Linked DNA regions of Sus scrofa: region 1 is linked to region 2. The links are chromatin contacts, called in public Hi-C maps. All regions are on one chromosome and are shown on one strand. Each heading gives the region's core, a stretch centred on a gene start, on an enhancer-like site or on the middle of the called end of the contact. The rest is flanking DNA. Distances are from core to core; before and after follow the strand shown.

Evidence for each region. Hi-C and Micro-C count contacts between places; a contact is called where the count stands out from the background.
Region 1: a contact with region 2 is called in a Hi-C map of retroperitoneal adipose tissue, with 2.3 times the contacts expected there. The contact joins two enhancer-like sites. A contact is called at or near these places in 1 of 5 promoter capture datasets (liver), 23 of 47 Hi-C or Micro-C datasets (alveolar macrophages, brain, embryonic fibroblasts and 13 more) and 2 of 2 datasets of contacts at active chromatin or transcription factors (alveolar macrophages and skeletal muscle).

Annotation. Positions count from the first base shown.
Region 1 is chr10:27,518,175-27,522,420 of Sscrofa11.1, reverse strand. No RefSeq gene overlaps it. Among named protein-coding and RNA genes, the nearest start is that of C10H9orf3, 48 kb to the right of the region's middle. Within about 2 kb of position 1,515, at least 1 of the 83 cell types and tissues checked has an H3K27ac peak or open chromatin away from gene starts, as enhancers often do. A contact at or near this core is called in retroperitoneal adipose tissue, where this site is marked.
Region 2 is chr10:27,024,139-27,028,796 of Sscrofa11.1, reverse strand. All of the region lies in intron 8 of FANCC (Fanconi anemia group C protein), which reads right to left. Among named protein-coding and RNA genes, the nearest start is that of MIR24-2, 53 kb to the left of the region's middle. Within about 2 kb of position 2,651, at least 24 of the 83 cell types and tissues checked have an H3K27ac peak or open chromatin away from gene starts, as enhancers often do. A contact at or near this core is called in retroperitoneal adipose tissue, where this site is marked.

The DNA.
Region 1 (4,246 bases), core at 266-2,765, 490 kb before region 2:
TCTCGCCCGGCTGCTTCTTTGTGGTCCCCCCCTTAGGAACGGGATGTGCTTGGCTTCCAGGATTGATTCTGTGTCCTGTGATCCTTGATCCTCTTTTCAAGTCTTTCCTTTGGGAGTTCCCATGGTGGCTCATCAGAAACAAATCCGAGTAGTATTTGAGAGGATGCATGTTCAAACCCGGGCCCCACTCTGTGCATTAAGTATCCAACGTTGCTGTGAGCTGCGAGTTGTGATGCAGGTCGAAGACTCTGTTCAGATCTTGAGTTGCTGTGGCTGCAGTGTAGGCGGGCAGCCGTAGCTCCAATTTGACCCCTAGCCTGGGAACTTGCATATGCTGCAGGTGTGGTCCTAAAAAGCAAAAAAAAAAAAAAAAAAAAAAAGTCTTTACTTCCCTGGCAACTCCCAGCATGGTGCAAGCTCTACCTTTTGAAATAGGTCCCAAATTCTGTAACTCATGGGGACTCTTCCTTTCCAGTTGCACCTTAACAAAATGCTAACTGTTTAATTTGGGAGTTCCCTGGTGACCTGGCAGTTAAGGACTCAGCATTGCCACTGTTGTGGCTTGGGTTCAGGCCCCGGCCTGAGAACTTCCATATGGTGCAGACAGAAAACAAAAACAATTTCATTTGTAATTGCTTTGTTGTTCTGAAATTTAATGCTATATACTCATAATTTTGAAAGTCGAGCAATGAAAAACAAGGAAGAAAGCAAAGAACGGCTTACTCAGTCTCACTAACCAGAAATAGATTTAGTGCTAAGTTTCTACAAATTTACCTTCGGGGTTCAGGATACATTAACGTCATTCACAGAAAGGAGAAAATGGTTGTAATGGATCTGAGTGAATAATTAAATTTTATGTCATTGGCACCCTGGGTTCTATTTTTGGATTCTTTTTTGGATTAAAAAACAGGTGTGTTTGTGTTTATTTCCATTTCCACAAACCTGATTCATAAGTATGTGTGTGAAAGAAATTTTTAAGTGGCATTTCTCCTTCTTTTTAGTTAGGGTCCACATAAAATATTTTTGCCCCCATCTTAATCAGAACTACAAAAGTCTTGCTTCCTCCACCAAAAGAAGCAAAGTTCAGAATAATTCGTGGCATGCTCCATTTTTAACTTGAATATCATTGCATTTTTTCCCAGAAGAGCAATCTCTTGGGAAAAGAGTCAGGATACTTTGGGTAAGATATCATAGCAACAGCTACAACTGAGAGAATATTGTGGAAATATATCTTCCCCAATTTTCCAAACTTAGATTTATGCTCCATTCGTGCTTTTAACATGTGGAAAACCCAAATACAGACCCCTCCCAAATTAAACTGTTTTTTTTTTCTTTAAGAGCACCCTCTAAGTTCCCCTCCTGAACACATGTTGGAAAAGTTTTAGCCTTTTGCCCTCTGCCATGGATAGATCCAAGATCTTCCAGCCATATAAACCCTCCACCATGTACCACAGGCTGGAGCAACAGAGCTGTGGTGGGCCGTGGTGATGGGATGAATGTTCAGACTCACTCCCCAGCTCAGGGCCTCCCTCCTGCAGGCCAGCCTCCTGGAACAGAGTTCGAGGCTGTACCACAGCAAAAGTGTCAAGTTCCTGCATCACTTGAATTTCTCAAGGAGCTGAAAACTCAAAATTGAATCTGGAAAGGCCAGGAGTCATGTCATCATGTGTTTGACTTCCAGTCCAAAGATCTCAAGCTCAGCTCTAGCTCTGACACTCAGGTGGTCTCAGGCAAATGACCCAAACTCTGTGGGGCAGAGTGCAGATCAAATAATGTAACATCTGCGAAAATATTTCATGCATTATGAAGCTCTCTGAATGTACCGTATTCAAGTCACTGCTCTGAGGTGTGCCTGTCTCCACTCCAAAGCATTTCCCAGATTTTCCACGAATTCTCAGGGCCCCATTTTTCAAGGTCATGCCTGGCCCCATTCTTCTGCCTCCTCTGAATCCCATTTTTTATCCTCTTGGGGTTCCTGATCGCTGTCCCCGCTCCAGCCCTGTCCTCCTTTCCCCCAAATTTCGCATGAGGCCTGTGCTTGTAGCAGACTCAACTTATGCTTCTTTTTTTTTTTTTTTTTTTTTTTTTTTTTGTCTTTTTGTCTTTTGGGGCTGCACCTACGGCATATGCAGGTTCCCAGGCTAGGGGTCAAATCAGAGCTGTAGCAGCTGGTCTACACCACAGCCACAGCAATGCAGGATCCAAGCTGCGTCTGCGACCTACACCACAGCTCACGGCAACGCCAGATCCTTAACCCACTGAGCAAGGCCAGGGATTGAACCCGAAACCTCATGGTTCCTAGTCGGATTCATTTCCGCTGCGCCACAACAGGAACTCCCTCGACTCATATTTCTGAGGAGACAGAGCGGGTTTCCCTGACAGAAACATACCATAAAACTGAATCTGAGGAGTTACCATTATGGCTCAGCAGGTTACAAACCTAACTAGGATCCCTGAGGTTGCCGGTTCAATCCCTGGCCTCACTTAGTGGTTAAGGATCCCATATTGCTGTGGCTGTAGTATAGGCCAGCACCTGCAGCTCTGGATTGACCCCTAGCCTGGGAACTTCCATATGCCTCTGGTGCAGCCCTAAAAAGCAAAATAAACAAACAAAACTGAGTCTGAGATTCACCTGCTCTGAAAAGCCTCTGGCCTTTCTTCCCATTCCACTTCACTGAGTAAAGGTACCTGGCTGGCCTCTTTGAACTGTTTCCTTCTTTTTATTTATTTATTTATGTTATTATTTATCTTTTTTTTTTTTTTTTGGTCTTTTCTAGGGCTGTACTCGTGGCACATGGAGGTTCAGAGGCTAGGGTTCTAATCGGAGCTGTAGCTGCCAGCTTGTGCCACAGCCACAGTAACGTGGGATCAGAGCCATGTCTGCGACCTATACCACACCTCATGGCAGTCCCAGATCCTTAACCCACTGAGCAAGGCCAGGGATCAAACCCGCAACCTTATGGTTCCTAGTTGGATTCACTAACCACTGAGTCACGACGGGAACTCCTAATAAATTTTTTACAGTCGTACCTGTGGCATATGGAAGTTCCTGTGCTAGGTGTTGAATCAGAGCTGCAGGTGCAGGTTTATACCACAGACACAGTAACATGGGGTCCAAGCCACATCTGTGACCTATGCAGCAGCTTGCAACAATGTCAGATCCTTAACCCACTGATGAGGCCAGGGATCAAACTTACATCTTCATGGATACTCGTCAGGTTCTTAACCCACTGAGCCACAATGGGAACTCCTATTTCCTTCTTAAAAACAACAATGCCTGCATTCTTTGTTTTCTCTTGCTACACCCCTTGTCTAACAGCAGGCCTCCCCTTGTTTATTTAAAAGTGCTCCCTAGTCTCTGCCCAAGTAAGATGCCACCTTCAGGAAAAGTGGAAATATGGAAATCTTATTTCTCCGGGACTACAAATCATCACCATCACCCCTGCCCCTTAGAAAACAGAAGCACCTATTGTCCGTTTTAACAATATTTTGTTTCAAATAGCTCATTCGTTCAACAAGTGCTGACGTCTTTCAAAGTGCCAGGTCCTATTTTAGATGCTGAGATGCAACCACAACAGACAAAAATCCCACCGTGTGGCATCCATATTCTAGTAGGAGGAAACAGACAATAAATAAATGCTTTTCTTTTGTTTTTACTTTTTAGGGCCACACCCAAGGCATACGGGAGTTGTCAGGCTAGAGGTCAAATCGGAGTTGTAGCTGCCGGCCTATACCGCAGTCACAGCAACGCAGGATCCAGGCCATTGACTGCAACCTATGCCACAGCTCACGGCAACACTGGATCCTTAACCCACTGAGCGAGGCCAGGGATGGAACCTTTGTCCTTACAGATACTAGTCAGAATCATTTCCGCTGAACCATGACGGGAACGCCCCCCAAAAAATGTTTTTTTAAATGTTAAACATTCCTTTAGGGTCCCAGGAGTTTTTCAGATTTATCCTTACCTTCCTTTTATTTTATTTTATTTTTTATTTTATTTTATTTGCCTTTTCTAGGGCCACTCCCACAGCATATGGAGGTTCCCAGGCTAAGGGTCTAATCAGAGCTATAGCTGCCAGTCTACACCACAGCTCATGGCAACACCGGATCCTTAACCCACTGAGCAAGGCTAGGGATCGAACCCGCAACCTCATGGTTCCTAATCAGATGCCTTAACCACTGAGCCACGATGGGAATTCCCTCACCTTCCTTTTATATTTCCTGTTGGTTCTACCTCTTTAAAAAT
Region 2 (4,658 bases), core at 1,402-3,901:
AAGCAAACTTAAGCTGCTTTTCTTATCAAGGGAATCCTCCAAATAGAATTAAAGTCTTAATTTATGCTTCTTTGGAAGCCATAAATTCCCACCACCCCCCACTCCCGCCCAAATCTTTTCAGCCTCCATGTGAGGGAAGAGGCAAACATTTAACCCCTCTGGGTCCTGTTTTATTTGTAAAAGGGGACGCAACACTAACACAACAGGCCGCCCTGCAACCCAGGGCTCCGGAGCTGAGCTCTGGAGCCTCGCGATTCGGGCAGTTATCTTTCCTATTATAATGAGGACAGAAAAGAAAACCTTTCTTGAGTTCCATCTGTTTGGCTGTTTTTCTCCATCCTACCAAAATCTGTTCCTTCTCAAGCTCTTTTCTCCTCCATCTGGCCTGACGATTTCCACGTACGATTATTTCAAGTGCAGGGAAACCCTGTCCCCAGGAGGCCATCAGTAGCGGGAGCTGTGCCCTTCTCCCCCCCGCCCCCGCGCCTCGCGCTACTCCAACTCTTTCATGAAATGTCAGAGGACGGACGGAAGATGAGCAGGGAGAGCTCCGGACTCTGGTCTCCTTTTTCTCGTGGACCAGACTGTTCTGGGGGGTGTGCCTCCCTTTTCTCCTCTCCACAGCTACCCAGGACTTCACTGTTGACCTCCTCTGCCCAGCACACACCGTTCCCACCCCTCAAAAAAACAGGGGAGGAGTTCCTGTCTTTTTCTCACCTAGCCCTCTGCTCTACATAGGGCAAAGGAGGGTCTGGGCTGCCTCTTGCTCCCTGTGCACTGGTGGTTTGCTGGTGGTCTCCTTAGCTTGAAACCCGCTCCAAATGTGTTCTCCTTAGTGGACAAGTCTGCTTTGGCATGAAAATGCCTTGTGGCTCAGTGGTTAACGAATCTGACTAGGAACCAGGAGGTTGCGGGTTCAATCCCTGGCCTTGCTCAGTGGGTGAAGGATCTGGTGTTGCTGTGAGCTGTGGTATAGGTCGCAGACGCGTCTCGGATCCCACGTCGCTGTGGCTCTGGCATAGACCAGCAGCTACAGCTCCGATTCGACCCCTAGCCTGGGAACCTCCATATGCCGTGGGTGCGTCCCTAGAAAAAGACAAAAAGACGAAAAAAACAAAAGCAAAAACAGAGGAAGACTAAGCAACATGCAGTGCCCAGAGGTCGTGCTGTCCAGGCCTGCATTGTGGGGAGAGGAGGGGAAGCCAGCTTGTCACTCTGTGCCGTGAGCCGTACAAATAACATCCATGCTTGCTCTCTGCCTTTGGCGTCTAACCTGTTATTTTCATCCTGATTCATCAATGATTATTACAAGCCACTTGTCACGTGAAAAAGGCCTGAGAACAGGGAAGAACAGAATTCCCAGGAAGAAATCTTTGCTTTTCTCTATCATTTTCTGATTCTCTCCGTGTGTGAGAAAGGGAAATTATACTATGATTTGAGGTAATTCACAGACAAAAGTGGATGCCTCCTATAAAAAAAACAAAAAGGCAGTGAAGACACAGAAAAAAAATTCTCAAGCCTTCTTCATTTATCATCCTTCATACATATTTTTCCTAAAAAATAGAGAAGTTTCAGGTGAGAGGTAAACTGAAGTTCAGGAAGCCTGGGATAGATTCTCTTTCACAATCTATTTTTATGTGGTTTTGTATAGTTTACTCCATAACAGTAACAAAAAAAAAAAAAAAAAAGGCTAAATAAGAAGTTTTCCCTCCACTTTACCTAACAGCTGGCGGTAACATCCTACCATGCAGCAGACTCTTCCAAACCCTTGACAGGCAGGAGCCCATGTGCTAATATATATATTATAAATTAAAAGGTGACTATTCATCAAAAAATAACTTTCTTCTACAAAAAAAAAAAAAAAAAAAAAAAAAGGAGATTTGGAGTTTCCGTTGTGGTACAGCGGAAACGAATCCAACTTCCGGGAACCATGAGGTTTCGGGTTTGATCCCTGGCCTTGCTCAGTGGGTTAAGGATCCAGCATTGCCGTGAGTTGTGGTGTAGGTCACAGATGTGGCTCGGATCTGGCATTGCTGTGGCTGTGGCGTAGGCTGGCAGCTACAGCTCCAATTGGATCTTTAGCCTGGGAACCTCCATATGCCATGTGTGTGGCCCTAAAAAGACAGAAAAAGGAGATTCTTCATAAGTTTCATTGCAATAAACTATTGAGTTAAAAAAATGGCTAAAAAAAAATCTACTTAAAAAAATCTTCACATTTGTCATGTAAAACAAGGCACCTTTATAAATAGCTATTTTTTTTTTATTACGCATTTTCTTCTTTTCTACTTTCAAAATACCAAACGTAAGACTGTAAATATCCCTTTTACATTTTAGGATTTATTTTGTTTCAAAACATTCAAGTTTCTTTCAACAAATTTGAGCTTGGAAAAATTACTGTTTCTTTTTAATTTTTACCAGATGTTGTTTATACTACAAACACTTTTTTCAGTACTCCATAATGCAATTATTGTTTAATTAGTGATAAATCTGTCATTTCTCGGCTTTAAAAAAAAAAACAAAAAACTTAACAAGTACCAAATGTATGTTTGGGTTTTACTTTTGCCCGCACTCTCTGAGAGCATGAAGACACAGGGATGCCAGCTCTGGATGCTGAGCAAAATCCCCCAAATCCCAAGTTCCTCTTCTAGCCTCGCCCAGTGGCCTCCATCCTGCTTGCTTGTTCAGGCTGACTGGGAAGATAGCTCCTTAGCCCCCTGCTGCTTCTTGGCTCAGCCTCTGAGTGGCAGTGACCTCCCAGGTCAACTACTGCCCTGTTTTGTTTTGTTTTTTCGTTTCTCTCCCTTCACCTCTGACTGGTTGCCAGGTCCCGCGTCCCCAGCAGTGAAAACAGAACTTGCAATGTGGGCCTTTCTTTATAGACAATACTGGGTGATCTGGTGCCCCCATGAGGTCGATGCTGGAAAGTGCAATTACTGTCTGAGAGGTTTTTTTTTTTAACCTTAGCCACAAGCATAAACCACCTCCACACTTTTCTCTTCGACCACTGCTAAATTATCTACTTCAGCTTTTGTTAAATTACATGCGTCACATTAAAGAGCTCAAAAAGGAAATGCTTAAAAGACTGCTAATGAGAACGCAGGAAAAGAAAACCCTCGAACACTAGTAAAAAGTTAATCAGGCAGAGAAAACTGACATCATCCAGGATGTAGGGTTAATTCTTCAGTATAATCTTTTCTTAAAGGGGCACTGCGTTTGGAATTTTGTGTAAAAGAGGTATCTTTTTCTTTTTGAAGTGACTGCTATCTGGAGAAGGAAAACAAGAATGCATCTTATCTCCTATGTGGGATCTCAAGGAGAACACTGAGGTATCTGCATGTTTATTACTCATAACCTCTTATTAGGACAAGAACTAATTTTTCACCCTATCTTTATTGACATATACTTGACAAGATAAAAAACGAATTTTAATGGAGCTATGAAGAGAATAGCAGGAGTTTTCTTTCTGATTTAAAATCTGAATTAATAAAACCAAACCGCACCCCAGCCCTCCTGCACTCGCCCTTTCACGGGCAAATCTCTGGACCCAGCTGGAGGGGCAGGCGGCATGTGGGGCCTGCCAGCAAAGGATGGAATGGGAGGGCATGGGAACCAGGGTATAGCCTGGCCCTGGCACACAGCGGGGCAGCCAAGCACAGTGCCACCCAGCCAGCATTTTTCATTCAAATGTGGAATATCAACAATAGCTTTCTGGGCTCCACAAACAGAATTGTAACTGGAAAACATAACATCCTTCTGATTCAGGGCCAGCCTTGGGAAACCAAACAGTGCCAAGAAAGCTGCATAATTAGCAAGTGGCTTTCACTGCTTTTTGGTGACATCGGGTCTGAAGCTATGGGTTATAGTCTTCATTGCCTCTTCTGTCAAGGGAAACACAAGACCACCTGCTTTTGAAAAGTGTTGGTCTACTGAGGAGATGACAAACTGAGGTTAATACCTCATTTTATTTAGGAGCACCACATGTGGCAGGTGGCCATGAACTTGGGGGAGGTCCAGCCCATGGGAGCCAAAGGGTGAGTCTCAAAAGTAAAGCGGTTTCGAAAACTTATCTTTATTTTTGAAGTCAAAAATGCATATATGCATTCAGAATTCAGGTGATTATTCGATTAGAGCCTTATTATTCCTAGTCTTAATGGAAACTATCAAGCCCGAGTCCGTGAGAGAACAAAGAACACTTGCGGAGACCATTTCACTTTGTACAACCTGTACCACGCTTTTATCTTTTGTTTTTGCAACATCTTGGTAATTCTAGAATTTCCAGGGCTAATTCTGGATAGTCCCAAGAGATGGAAACATAATTAACAGTGCTCCACATAAAATACAAGCTAGGTAGACCATCACACTTTAATTACTCTCAGAATCCAACGCTAATGTCATAGGCATCGGGTTTCTTCTGGACGAAAAGCACAGCAGCCCTGTGCTATCCAAGCCTTCAAGATCTCTCTGATACTTCTGCCCGGTCCTGTCACTGCACCGAGATACTGCGCCGTGATAAGTGAATCAGATGATGCAATTAGGAAGCAGGTTCTTCAGGTTACCCTTCTAATCACTCGGTCACGGCACAGGCTTATTCCAGCCTGCCTGGTTTTCTGGCACTATAGGCCCCGGGATGCCGAGGAGAGCGGCCCATGCCAATCAAG